Regions from separate parts of the Mus musculus genome. Here region 1 is linked to region 2. The links are chromatin contacts, called in public HiChIP or PLAC-seq maps. All regions are on one chromosome and are shown on one strand. Each heading gives the region's core, a stretch centred on a gene start, on an enhancer-like site or on the middle of the called end of the contact. The rest is flanking DNA. Distances are from core to core; before and after follow the strand shown.

Evidence for each region. HiChIP or PLAC-seq counts read pairs in DNA pulled down with a chosen protein or histone mark.
Region 1: a contact with region 2 is called in a FOXA1 HiChIP or PLAC-seq map of pancreatic cancer cells. The contact joins two enhancer-like sites. A contact is called at or near these places in 1 of 484 Hi-C or Micro-C datasets (psoas muscle) and 1 of 115 datasets of contacts at active chromatin or transcription factors (pancreatic cancer cells).

What each region holds. Positions count from the first base shown.
Region 1 is chr17:5,134,726-5,140,962 of GRCm38.p6, reverse strand. All of the region lies in intron 4 of Arid1b (AT rich interactive domain 1B (SWI-like)), which reads right to left. Among named protein-coding and RNA genes, the nearest start is that of Gm34854, 86 kb to the left of the region's middle. Within about 2 kb of position 2,847, at least 239 of the 459 cell types and tissues checked have an H3K27ac peak or open chromatin away from gene starts, as enhancers often do. A contact at or near this core is called in pancreatic cancer cells, where this site is marked.
Region 2 is chr17:4,765,365-4,771,337 of GRCm38.p6, reverse strand. No RefSeq gene overlaps it. Among named protein-coding and RNA genes, the nearest start is that of Gm34371, 26 kb to the left of the region's middle. Within about 2 kb of position 1,812, at least 54 of the 459 cell types and tissues checked have an H3K27ac peak or open chromatin away from gene starts, as enhancers often do. A contact at or near this core is called in pancreatic cancer cells, where this site is marked.

The sequences.
Region 1 (6,237 bases), core at 1,598-4,097, 370 kb before region 2:
CGCCAGATTCAGGATCTTATTAATAACTGTTAGCAAGGTTCTGAATGATGTTGTCCACAAACCAGACAGTGTCAACAGCAGATCAGGGACATGGCGGGGACATGCCCTAAAGAAGTTCCCCTCCAAGAACAGAGTGTGAGGTAGCAGCTCAGCCCATCCACTTTCCTACTGTGTACTGGAACACACCTCTGCATACTGTCTGGTCAAAGACATCAAATTTGGAGGTACTAAGACAAGCAGAAGTGAAATCAGAGACTTGAGAGCCTGGTGGAAGGTGGGTGTGTGGATCAGAGGATGAGTGGACTCCATACAATAATGAATGAGGGAGGAGAAGCCAGAGTCCCAGAATTCAAGCCCAGCCTGGGAAACACAATGAGAATATTTTTCTTTAAAAAAAAGAAGAAGAAGGAGGAGGAGGAAGAGGAGGAGGAGGAGGAGGAGGAGGAGGAGGAGGAAGGAGGAGGGAGAAGGAGGAGGAGGAGAAGGAGGAGGAGGAAGAAGAAGAGGAGGAGGAGGAGGGAGGAGGAGGAGGGAGGAGGAGGGAGGAGGAGGAAGAAGAAGAAGAGGAGGAGGAGGAGAAGGAAGGAGGAGAGAGGAGGAGGGAGGAGGAGGAAGGAGTAGGAAGGAGGAGGAAGGAGAAGAGGAGGAGGAGGAGATGGGGATGGGGATGTCAGGGTGGAGATCTATACTGTGGACAATCAATTAAAGAAACTACTTAGCCTTGCAGGGGAGGGGGAGTGGAGGGAGGGAGGGAGGAGAAAAAGATATTCAAATGCCTGGACCAGCCCTCACTTAGGGAAGAGATTTTGATTTGAAAAGCTCAGAAATAGAACCCAGAGTCTAGCTGGGTAGTGGCAGCACATGCCTTTAGTCCCAGCACTTGGGAGGCAGAAGCAGGAGGATTCCTAACTTTGAGGCCAGCCTGATCGACATAGGGAGTTCAAGGGTCCCCAGGGTTACAGAGAAACCCTGTCTCAAAAAACCAAAACCAAAACCAACCCCCCCCACACACACACACAAGGAACTCCAATTCAAGAACCATCCAGTGAACACAGACACAGCCCCTAGCTGAGTTATCTAAGGAAAGGGTTTCATCCTGTGATAGCGCCTGTGTTGATTGGCACTGTGCCAGAAGCAATTTATGTATCAAGCGAGCAGAAACATGGATATCCTACCTATAGCGCACAGTCTATTCCTACACGGAATTAATAAGTCAAAGATATTAATTCTACAGTTACATCAACTGAAACCTTTCAAAATGTCTCATTTCCTCCTCCAAACACTCCTGTGAGAGCAGAGGATAGGAGGGGCATTCAGTGAGGGCTCTCAGCAGAAGTGGCTTCAAATCCAGCACGGCTACCGCTCGCCAGAACGGCTGATCAGCCATTACTACAAACACAGCTTTAAAAACTTCACTCTTAAGATTTAAAGCTTAGTCGTTTAACTTAGTTCCATGTGAGACTGTGAAGGATCAAGCAGATAATGGGTTAAGTCCGAAAACTAAAGGAGCAACAGAGCAAATCTGACTCTGTGTTTAAAAAGCCTATAAAATGTTACAAGCAAAACAGGAGAAGCCCGTGTTAATAATGCATAAACCAAAAGAGAGGGGGAAGCTACCCATTTAACGGAATAATGCTTTTATCCTTGCAGTTAAAACGAAATAAACCATGACTATTAATCTAGTAAGACCATGTAAAAATGTAATTTTTAAACATTTACTAAAAGGGTAGACTTCAGTAACAGCTCTAAAAAGCAAGGCCTTGTGTACAGCAGCGTTTAAATGCTAAGCACCAATCTCCTGTCTGCCTAGGCCATTACCCACCCTGTCACCATGGCAACGCTAACAGTATGCCTGACTTCAAAGACAAAGATGTAATTTCAGACTTCCAGCAGCCAGAGGGAGTGGTAAGAATATTCTACCCAGGCAGTGTCAGCTGATGATAAATTATAAAAATACCCAGGAACGTTATGAAGCGGACTGTACCACGGTCTCATATTCCTGGGGGAAGACTTGCCTTAGTCAAGCAACACCAGGGGATGCTGGGAGTAAAACCAAAAGTAAACAGGAAGGAACCTCAATAGCATGACACAGACTTCTTGCTTCTTCCTTGCTCCCAGGAGAAAATGCAAATAGTTTCTTCCACCATGGTTTTCTCAGACAGAGTAGGAGTGACTAAGGGTCTGCATGTTTGTTCAGAGGACTTGCAAAACCACCCCCATGACTGCTAAACTGAATGCTTATGACTGTTTCACAGGAGCTGGGCCCACGTCCTCCTGCACTGAGCTTGGAAGGACACCTGCCTGCCGCCCCCCCCCCCCCGCCCCGCCCCGGCTTTTCTTACAACCACCAATCACAGATGTGTAAGTTGTGAGCTTCTTAAAAACACTGCAAATGAGTAAGGCTGCCCAGCAGTAACACAGCTGATCAAGATCTCAGAGTTGAAAACTCACCAAGTTCTGGACAAGTGTGGTTGTGGAAATTCAGGAGACTCTTGCTGGAGTTAATGTCATCCTGAAAAGTTTTATATATATGATTTTCTTCTACTTGAAGTTAGGAACAAGATAATGAAGGTAGGCCACAAACAAAGACAGATCAATTATTATATTACTGTCTGCAGGAATAAACACAATGTAGCGTGAACTCACTTTCTGCTGACTAGTTATAAGCCTAAGAGTTAGTTTCTTATAGAAGCAGGAACGGCAGAGTCACCCCTTTCATGGACCTGAGAGGCAGCCCAAGCTTCCTACCCAGGAGAAGGAGAGACAGTTTCACATCAGGGCTGCTGTCCTTTGTCCCTGCTGGCTCCTTGGCAGGCACCCAGACCCTCTCTTTACAGGGTCAAGAGCTGTGACTAAAGTCTACCTGGAGGCCCAAGCTGCTTCCCCTGACCTCTCCTGGGGTGGAGACAGAGGAGTCAGGCCAGCAAGTCCCTCCTCAGGAAGTGCTGGACAGACAGACAGACAGACAGGCCTCCTGTTCTCAGAAGCTCACACCTGACAGTGAGCCCGAGTCTAGAGGTTCATGAGAGACTGAATTCACATCTCACCAGTGGGTGACATGCACCAGACGGTGGCCGCAAGTCACCAGAACAGGGCCAGCACCCAAAGTCCCAGCCATCACATTCCCCCCCAATTTCATAACTAATGGAAAAGCCAATTTCTCCCATGAAAACACAAACCCGAAGTTTCAAATGACAAAGGAAAACGTCACCTGCACACCTATCTCAAAAGAAAAAGATTATAAAACTACTTGCAATTTAGCTATGTTATTAAGTTTTATATTGAGTTTTTATTCTGCTACATGCTTATGATTAAGGGAACTATTTTAAAAGTTTCCATGAAATATAAAAATGGGCTCAATAAACCACTCCTTTGAACACAATTGCTAGATTTATAATTTTGACAGTTAAACAAGTCAATCGAGTTCTAGAAAACCCTTCAACTGTCCATCACGTGGGCGGGACTTCAACTGTCCATCACGTGGGCGGGACTTCAACTGTCCATCACGTGGGCGGGACTTAAGGCCTCACTCAGGACCCTGTCCACTCACGTGGGCCGGAAGGTCTCATTCAAGACCCCTATAAGCTTCCAAATAATATGGGATCACGGCTCTTACTGCACAGAACAGGCCTCTATTTCCATATCAGTTTCATTATTTTCTCAGGATCATTTTATGTTTCTTTATAGAACATTTCCTTCTACAAAATCATAGAAGGTGAAGTTCCCTAAGATATAACGAATTTTGCCTTTATATTAAAAATTATATAACCTTGAATTTCTCTCTTTACCATGGTAGCTGGGACGCAGCCTTAAACTGGACCTCCATTTGCGGTCACATCATTATCCGGGCTCGTTTGTTTTTCCATCCTACCCCACCCCCAACAAATTGTAATGTCTTAGAACAGCTTTTCTTTACATAGGAATGTGTGACTTTAGGTCAACTCAAGTCCTTCCAGAAGCACAGCCTGAATACAAACCTCACAGGAGACCCGGTCCTTTGTCACAGCAAGCTTCTTGCCATTAAAGGTGCCCACTGATCCATACAAAATAAACACATTTCTTTCTAATTCTCAAGCAAAAAGCAGTAACGGACAGCTGCAAGAAAATTCACCCAAGCCGCTTTCATACACTTCCATAGAGAAAAAGACTTTGAGCATTAGGTTAGAGCGTCGGATCGCACTTTGTATTAAATACAGCATCTGGAGGGTGAAATGTCTTTATGGTACCTTTCACATCCGACTGTTGTATGTACCTTAGGTCTTTAGCTGAACAGAAAAGCAGAGCTGAGCTGCCCAGGACACCAAGGACACCAGAGGCTGCCACTAAAAATGAGAACAGGGGTTTGTCCACTTCAAAGACAGTCATGTTCATTTCCTCTGTAATCTTCCCCAGATCTTCATGGGGTCTCTGTGTTAAACACTGATAACTGAAACTGAGGGAACAGCAGAGAACCCGGAGGAGGAACCGTAAGGTGTGAGTGCCATGGATACCCCAAAGTGATGGCTTTACCTATCATCATCCAAACAGCTGGGATGAAGAGTCAGAGACCGCATACATGGGGTTACCATTTAATATTGCTATTAACAGATATCCTTCCTCCCCTCTCTCCAAGTGTATTTGCACACGTATATATGTGCACAGGGGAACATACATACCTGCGAGCACACACATGCGTGATTTTTTTAATTTTAGAGATGAGTGTGGGGATTACAGTCCTTTGTCACCTGGCAACACAAGCAGTTTCAATTAAGGGGTAGCACTGGGTGCCTAGCTTGAAAGTGCATGCAAGCCTGAGGGGCCATCTCAGGCTTCCTCCAGATCTGCTGTCTAGAGCTTTCTGTAGAAGCCAGAAGGGTGAACTCAAGTCACAACTGCTGCTCTGTCACCAACTCCCATCTGAAGACCACACTGGGCACGGGGATGAGCAGGACACTTTGGAATGCCACCTGCCTGGCCTACGTCTGCAACTCCTCAGATCTAGTTTATGACGTGAACCCTAAAGGGTTTGGCCTCTTTATCAGTTGCTCCCGATCAAACATGACTTTGGCTTTGGTAGTCCAACAAGGAAGGAAGAGGAAGTCCAAGTCTGTGGGAATTTTTATTTTATCATAAAATCTCCAGCTACATTCGTCTCATCTTTCCTTCTGTGTGAACAAGCCTCACTGAAATGAGGAGTCGCAGCAGGCTCCATACTGCAGAACTCACACAGCCATGCACAAGGGGCTTGGCGTCAGGGACCAGGGCTGAGGCAGCAGGCTCACAGTGCACCTGCCCGCCTCGGCAGAGGCACTCCTGCTTCAAAGGCCTGGTGAGCCACGGACCCCAGGCTCCGAGTGCAAAGCGGGGTGGGGGTGGGGTGGGGGCGCATAGACTGACGTGTTTTAGTGAGGATCTGTATGTGTTGTGCCGCACACACATGTAAAGGGTTGAAGATGAAGTCTCTAGGCCATAAAGTTACTGAACGTACTTGCATGAATGATGAATGTTTTGTCAACCTTAACTATGTTTGGTCAAGTTGGTCTTGAACTCCTGAGTTCAAACAACCCTGCTGTGGAATCCACGGTAGCTAGACCTACAGATGGCATCACCAAGGTCAGCTTGAACACACAGTTAAAAATCATTAACCCCAAACTGACCATAATGTATCAAAGATGGGTAGGAATTTAATAGCCTGTCTTTATGTTTAAAAAGTCAACCAAGTAACAATAATCAAGATATCTGAAGAAGTCTGCCAAGAGAGCTGGTGCTCCTGTAGCTCACAGGAAGACGAGGAGCTCAACCCAAAGGGCGTGTGCCGTGTCCTCCCTAGAGCCAGCATGGGCACAGGAGTGTCACAGCACTGTCCAAAGAGAGCTTAAGGCAGAACATCCCTGCAGCCTTGCTTAGACTGCTAAACAGTGGAAACTTCGATAAAACAGCAAAATCGCGAGGCTAAAGGAGAATTCTAGAACTGTATGTAGATATTAGTTAGCAATAAAGAATATTAAGTACCCCTGTTGACTGCTTACAATGGAAGATGTTATAGTTAAAAAAAAAAAAAAAAAAAAAAACGAAATTTAACCAAGGCACAGTGGCACATGGCTACACCTCTCAGCAGCAGAGAGGCTGAGGCAGGCAGTTCTCTGAGTTTAAGTGGTCCTGGACTTCACAATGAGACCAGACCCTGTCTCAAAATAATATACTAGTGACACTCATAAGAAACTACTGAAATAATTAAAACTTTAATTTATTTCTTTT
Region 2 (5,973 bases), core at 563-3,062:
ATTGACAGGCAAGTATAATGTGGTAGCTTGTTGGGACCAAAAAAGGGGGCCTGGGGGGGGCCCTGGGGAAGGGGAGAAGCAGACCCATACCCCGCCAGAGTTTTACCTATTCTCTGGTCAGTCAGGCATGGGAGGGCTGCTATCTATCTTCCACTCATCCCTGGGTGAGCATCTAAGCCTCTGACCCACACTTCAGGGGGTAGCAAGGGGCAGCCGTACCTGGGATTCCCTGAGCTACTTTGCTAAAGCCACCAGGGTTATGGGAGAGAGGGATGAGGGAAGAGGTTCCCAACACTGGCGAGAATGAGTGCAGCGGATCTTGACTGGAGCACAGGAAGGCCTTGGGAGATTAGAAACGGCTCATTAGGAGAAAGCCTGTCTCATCCTCCAAGTGCAGTGGGCCTTGATGAGCAGAGACATTCTATGGTTTTAGAGCTTTATTATAGAAAGGCAGGGAGAAAGAGAAAAGGTAGAAGGGGGGAGGCTAGAGAGAAAGAGAGTAAGAGGGAGAAAGGAGAGGAGAGGAGAGGAGAGGAGAGGAGAGGAGAAGACAAAGAGAGAGGAGAGAGAGGGAGAGAGTGAGGGTTAAGAAGTAAGAGAGACAAGTAAGAGGTAAGAGAGCAAGCAGGGGCTGAACAGCTCCTTTTATGGTCTTTACTGTTGCTAGGTAACTGGGGAGGGGTTTAGCCTGAAGGTCAGAAGTTTGGGCCATTGTCTACTTGACTTCTAGCCATGCTTCTCTTGTGGGGACTGTGGGGGGTGGTAACTTAGGCAGGAGCCGGAGTTCCAGGAGCATGAGGGAACGCCTACTGTGTCATGAAGGTGAATTATCACCATTTTCGGGGTTCAGACCTCAGCTCAACTGGAGACCAGCCTGCAGTTCCCCACAGTAGCTGACATAGATGACATAGCAGCGGCCCACAATGCCAAGTGGACTGAGTGGGTGCTGTGTGTATCTTAAATCCTGGTGGTCATTCCAAGGTACGAGACAAACAGTGTTTATGGCAAATGAGCCCATTCCTGCTTCTAGTTGGTTTTCCTCTGGTTCTCCTGCCTAGAAAAGCCAGGAGAGACAAGTTGCATTTGTTGCCACCAGGGGCAGACTTCAGTCCTGCTTGGCTTCTGTGTAATACTCACGTGTACTAGATGGGAAGAGAGTTGGTGAAAATAGCAAATAATCTGTCTAACTTCCAAAGGATGATTGAAATTGCCTTCATGGCACCAGGCTGATGTTCTCTGGTTCCAAGAACTGGGTAGGGTTGCCACTTGCTTCTGTTGCCATGGTCAAAAATGGTCATGTGACTGAGTAAGGAGAGAATCCTGGTGGTAATTCCCAGTGAATGATAAGATCAAGTCCCCGCTAGAGGAACATGGCTTCATCCCTTAACCAGGTTTTGAATTCAGCACTGTTTTCTGTGGTGTTGTGAGGCTTCTGCCTCCAAGGGGACGGACCTAGTGGTCAGTCATGGGGACGTGCACTCGGACCCCAGCTGGTGAATGGAGTATACTGATGTCTTTGTGACCTCTCTCACTTTGATGTTGAGTTTAGTGAAGCCTTTCTCAAGCAGCAAAGGCATTTCAAAGCTTCAGGAACCATTAGGTAATATCCTAAACCTGGAATTCATGGCCAGCATCTGCCTGTAAGCTATAGAAAAATCAGAAGATATATTCAGATGAATAGCACAGATCCCGTAGGTGGCAGTCAATGACGTGGCTTTCCCTCACAGTGCCAAGCTTGCTCGTCCCTCCTGGTATGAAGTGACCAAGAGCCCAGCCCAGGCTAATTGTGTTTATTTTAGAGCCAAACACATCCCTACTTCATCATGCCACAAAGAGAGGCATTGAGGTTGGATCATTCCACTAATATTTACAGAGCACCTCCTAGGAGCCGGAACATTGTTCTGCTCTCTGCCTGCACCAGGAGGACAAATAGATATTGTTCCTGCTCAGATGGGGCCTATAGTGAGTGAGAGAGAGGCATAAAAGAGCAACAGCAAATAACCCCACACTAATAAATATGTGACTCAGAGTTGTGGCAAATGTCATGAGGCACAAACAGGGAGTGTAAAGGGAGAACAGAAAACGGCGAGCGAGTCTCTGAGGAAGGAGCTCTTGGGATGGGGCCTAACTGTAATGGGAGCTGGAGAGCTCTGAGAAGAGAAAGGCCCTGTTAAATCAGTACTGCTGGTTAGAGTGGCCCGAGAAGCCAGAAGGAGCAGTGCAGCCTGTGCCTTGCGGGGCTCCATAGGCCTCACACAGATTTAGATTTCCTCAGCCATGTAATGGAAGCCCCAAAGGGGCAAAAAGCTGGGCAGTGGCATAGTTCCAAGGGGAAAGAGGTCATTCTGGTAGGGTTAGGCCAGAATGGTGAAGGACATATTGGCCCTATGTGGTGATGGGGGGGGGGCAGGGAAGAGGCTATGAATGGAGGGGTGAGATTGAGAGGGTCTGGACAGGAGAAAAAACAACTAGAGAAGGCATTGCCTAGGCTGCATCCACACAGTGATCCCAGCAGGTTCCAGTGGCTGACAGGACACCAGGGACCAGGGCTAGGCATCGTCTTTCCCAGGCCTGTTATGATATAGCCCTACCAACGAGGTGGCACAGATCATCCTAGAAACCACAGATCTAAGGGCCAGATGTGGCAGCATCGCTCCAATATCCACCTCCATCTTCTTTAGGATTTCATGGTGAGGCCTTGACTGTCCTGGAACCTGCTCTGTAGATCAGGCTAGCCTTGAACTCATACAAAAAGATCTGTCTGAGTCTGCCTCCTGAGTGCAGGGATTAAAGCCCTGAGACCCAGTCTTCTTTCAGTATTCTCTGGCTCTGAGTCTTCACTGTGGTGAAGGGCACCTCTCTCCCCATGGTGTGACTCTATATTAACCAATTTTATCTGTAATGACATTGTTTCCAAGTAATATCCCTCTGAGGTTCTGTGGGATACGGCTCTAATAGACTTGGTTCAACTCAATCCACACTTGGACAGCTGTGTTGACCTTCGGCTCAAGGCCAGCTCTGAGTTCACAAAGAAGGGCCAGTGTAGATATGGAAGGGAAGCAAAGCCATCCCCTAGGGAAGCAAGAGGAGCGGCTAACCTCAGACTCCTGGTCCCACAGTGGCCATGAAACTTGCACAGGAAACAGAAAGGGAGTATGACTCAAAACCTGCTTTCTGAAAACCACAGTTTCTAGTCTGACACACACAGAGTACGCTAGATAGTTTTATGTAAACTTGACCCAAGCTAGAGTCATCTGAGGGAAGGGAACCTTAATTTAAAAAAAAAAAATGCCTCTGTAAGATTAGGCTATAGGAAAGCCTGTAGGGCATTTTCTTCATGATTGACATGGGAGGGCCCAACCCATTGTGGGCGGTGCTAACACTGGGGTAGTAGTACCAGGTTCTATAAGCAAGCAGGCTGAGCAAGCCATGAGGAGCAAGCCAGTGGGCAGTATCCCTCCATGGGATCTTCATCAGCTTTTGCCTGCAGATTCCAGCCCTGCTTGAGTTCCTGTCCTGACTTCCTTCAATGATGATGTGATGTGGGAAAGTAAGACAAATAAGCCCTTTCCTCTCCAACTTGCCTTTGGTCATGGCTTTTGGTTCAGCACAGCAGCAGAACCTTTAACTAAGATGCTGAGACTTAAACATTCTGGACTTCAGAGGATGAATATGTGTCAGTATCTAGTCATAATTGATGAGGAAGGGAAACTCAGGTTCTTCGTATTTTAAAAACTGTAGTCCTGTTGTAAAGCAAATGCTGCTTTTCTAATGAGAAGAACCAACACTTTCTAGGTTATCCGTAGGGTAGACGACTTCATTTATGGGTGGCACCCACTAGCACTGCCTGATTTTAGAAGATAATGAAGGACAATCATAGCCTAAAGCTGAGAATCAAAATGCACAGGGGACTGGACATGGACAAGCCAGGGCAAGTATCCATGATGGCAGCTTCTTGGCAGGATCAATCTCTTCTCTTCCCTTCCTCTTCCTCCTGTGCCATCCATCCATCCATCCATCCATCCATCCATCCATCCATCTTGCAGAGGTCAGAAGACAACCTCTGCTGTTCTGTTTCTCAAGTGCTCTCAAGTTGCCATTTTTCTCCAGACAGGGTACCTCACTGGAACTCACCAAGTAGCCCTTAGGGATCTATCCCACTCCACCTCCCCAGCTCTGGGATTGCAAGTGTGTACCACCATAGAGGGTGATCTTCAAAGTACCTTCTGAGGACTGAACTCTGGTCTTCATATTTTCAAGCCAAGGGGTTTACTCATTTGACCACCGCCCCAGCCCTGTAATCACCTTTACAGTTGCAGGACTTTTGCTATGGTTGTGTCTGACACCAAGGAGAAAGGCTCAGGAGCTAGCTATCAGCCCTGTGTTTGGCTGCTATTCTGGACCAAGCCTTAGTCTGAGCCTCATGCTAAGCACTGGGACATGGAAATGTGGGGTCACCCAAGTGACATAGCAGAGCTAGAATTTTTTTTTTTCTTTCTTTAAACTTTGCCTTCAGTGTGGTCTGTCTGTCTGTTATAGGAAGCCTGACTGGTTTACCAGTCACATTTATGAGGCACAGTGGCTAACTAGACTATGGAATGAAGCCAGGAATTAGCCTGGGGCAGGAGAATGAGACAAGTGTCCAGGTTTTGTGAGATTTCTGGGGACTTTGAGATCTTTATCTGAAATCATCAGGAACACTTGGAGCTTGTTCAGAAACCATCTCCTGCTGTGGGTGGGATATTTTGATTTTGGAAAGTACCCACTAGTAATTTTATTATGTACCCCATTTTTTTTTTTAATTTTGACTGTCCACTTGTTCCCCTCTTTCACGTTCATAGGTTCAGAGCACCCAACAGTTGCTTTGGAGAGAACGTAAGATGGAAATTACTTGAAATAAAGAATTCATGAGGTGAGTTGTGTGTATGTGTGTGTGTCTGTCTGTGTCTGTCTCTGTGTGTGTATATTCCATGGTCCTAGCCAAACTTGGGGGCAGAGAGATTAATGGTAAAAATGAAAAACTGTCTGAGATTACCTGTCTCACAAATCACATGACACGTGTCCAATGCTAACATGCAAATGGTGAGCCTTGAACATGTTGGAACTTACAGCCTCTTGTCGAAGTGGAAGCAGCATCCTAGCCAGCTGAGCTATCTCCTTCTGAATTTGTCCCCGGATGGATGGGGCAAGGTTCAGAATTTCCAAGGTTCTTATCTTTTGAGTGGAGCTGACGGTGGCCAGTAGTCAAAACCCCACATTCTACTCCAAGAAACACAGAGCCATTTATGTACAGAACTAAACTCCCCAAATTGTGCTAAATCATGTGATTTAAATACTGCTCTATCTAGGGATGAAGACTAAGGCAATGTGCAGTCCCATTAATAATGAATGGTTTGCCGGATTCTAATCCTGTTAAGCACACAGTTGCCCTGCAAATGTATTCGTGATGATGTGTATTTGTGAATTAAGCCCTTGGTGCGTCAGGTTTATGAGCCTAATTGTCTATTCAAAAGGCCATCACTTCATCGCCTCATGAAAATTAAAGAGGTCCCTTTTGTGGGAGCCTTGTGTTAATCCTCACAGTGATATTTCCCTTTCTTTTCCATTTCCTCTTTATTGAGCGTTATTATAATTTAAATGCAACTGAAGCAAATCCTGCCATTATACTGAAATTGATTATTAAAATAACACTGATAATTATACTCAGGTACTAGAAAATAACACATATGCAGTGCTGGCAGAGAGATTAAACACACCCTTCCTCCGGAAGAGACGCAGGCCACTAAAAATAGGAGAATGGGCCAATATATCTCTGAAATGGGCTGAAGATTTAGTGGCTGTTCTACCTCATGGAAGTCTGAGTGATTTCACCTAAAACCATCATCCGAGTCAATGTGTGATGACATGGCGTGAACAGCTTATTTGAGAATGTCTTAGTACTAGGCTCGAAGGGGACTTTTCTTTATCCATTTT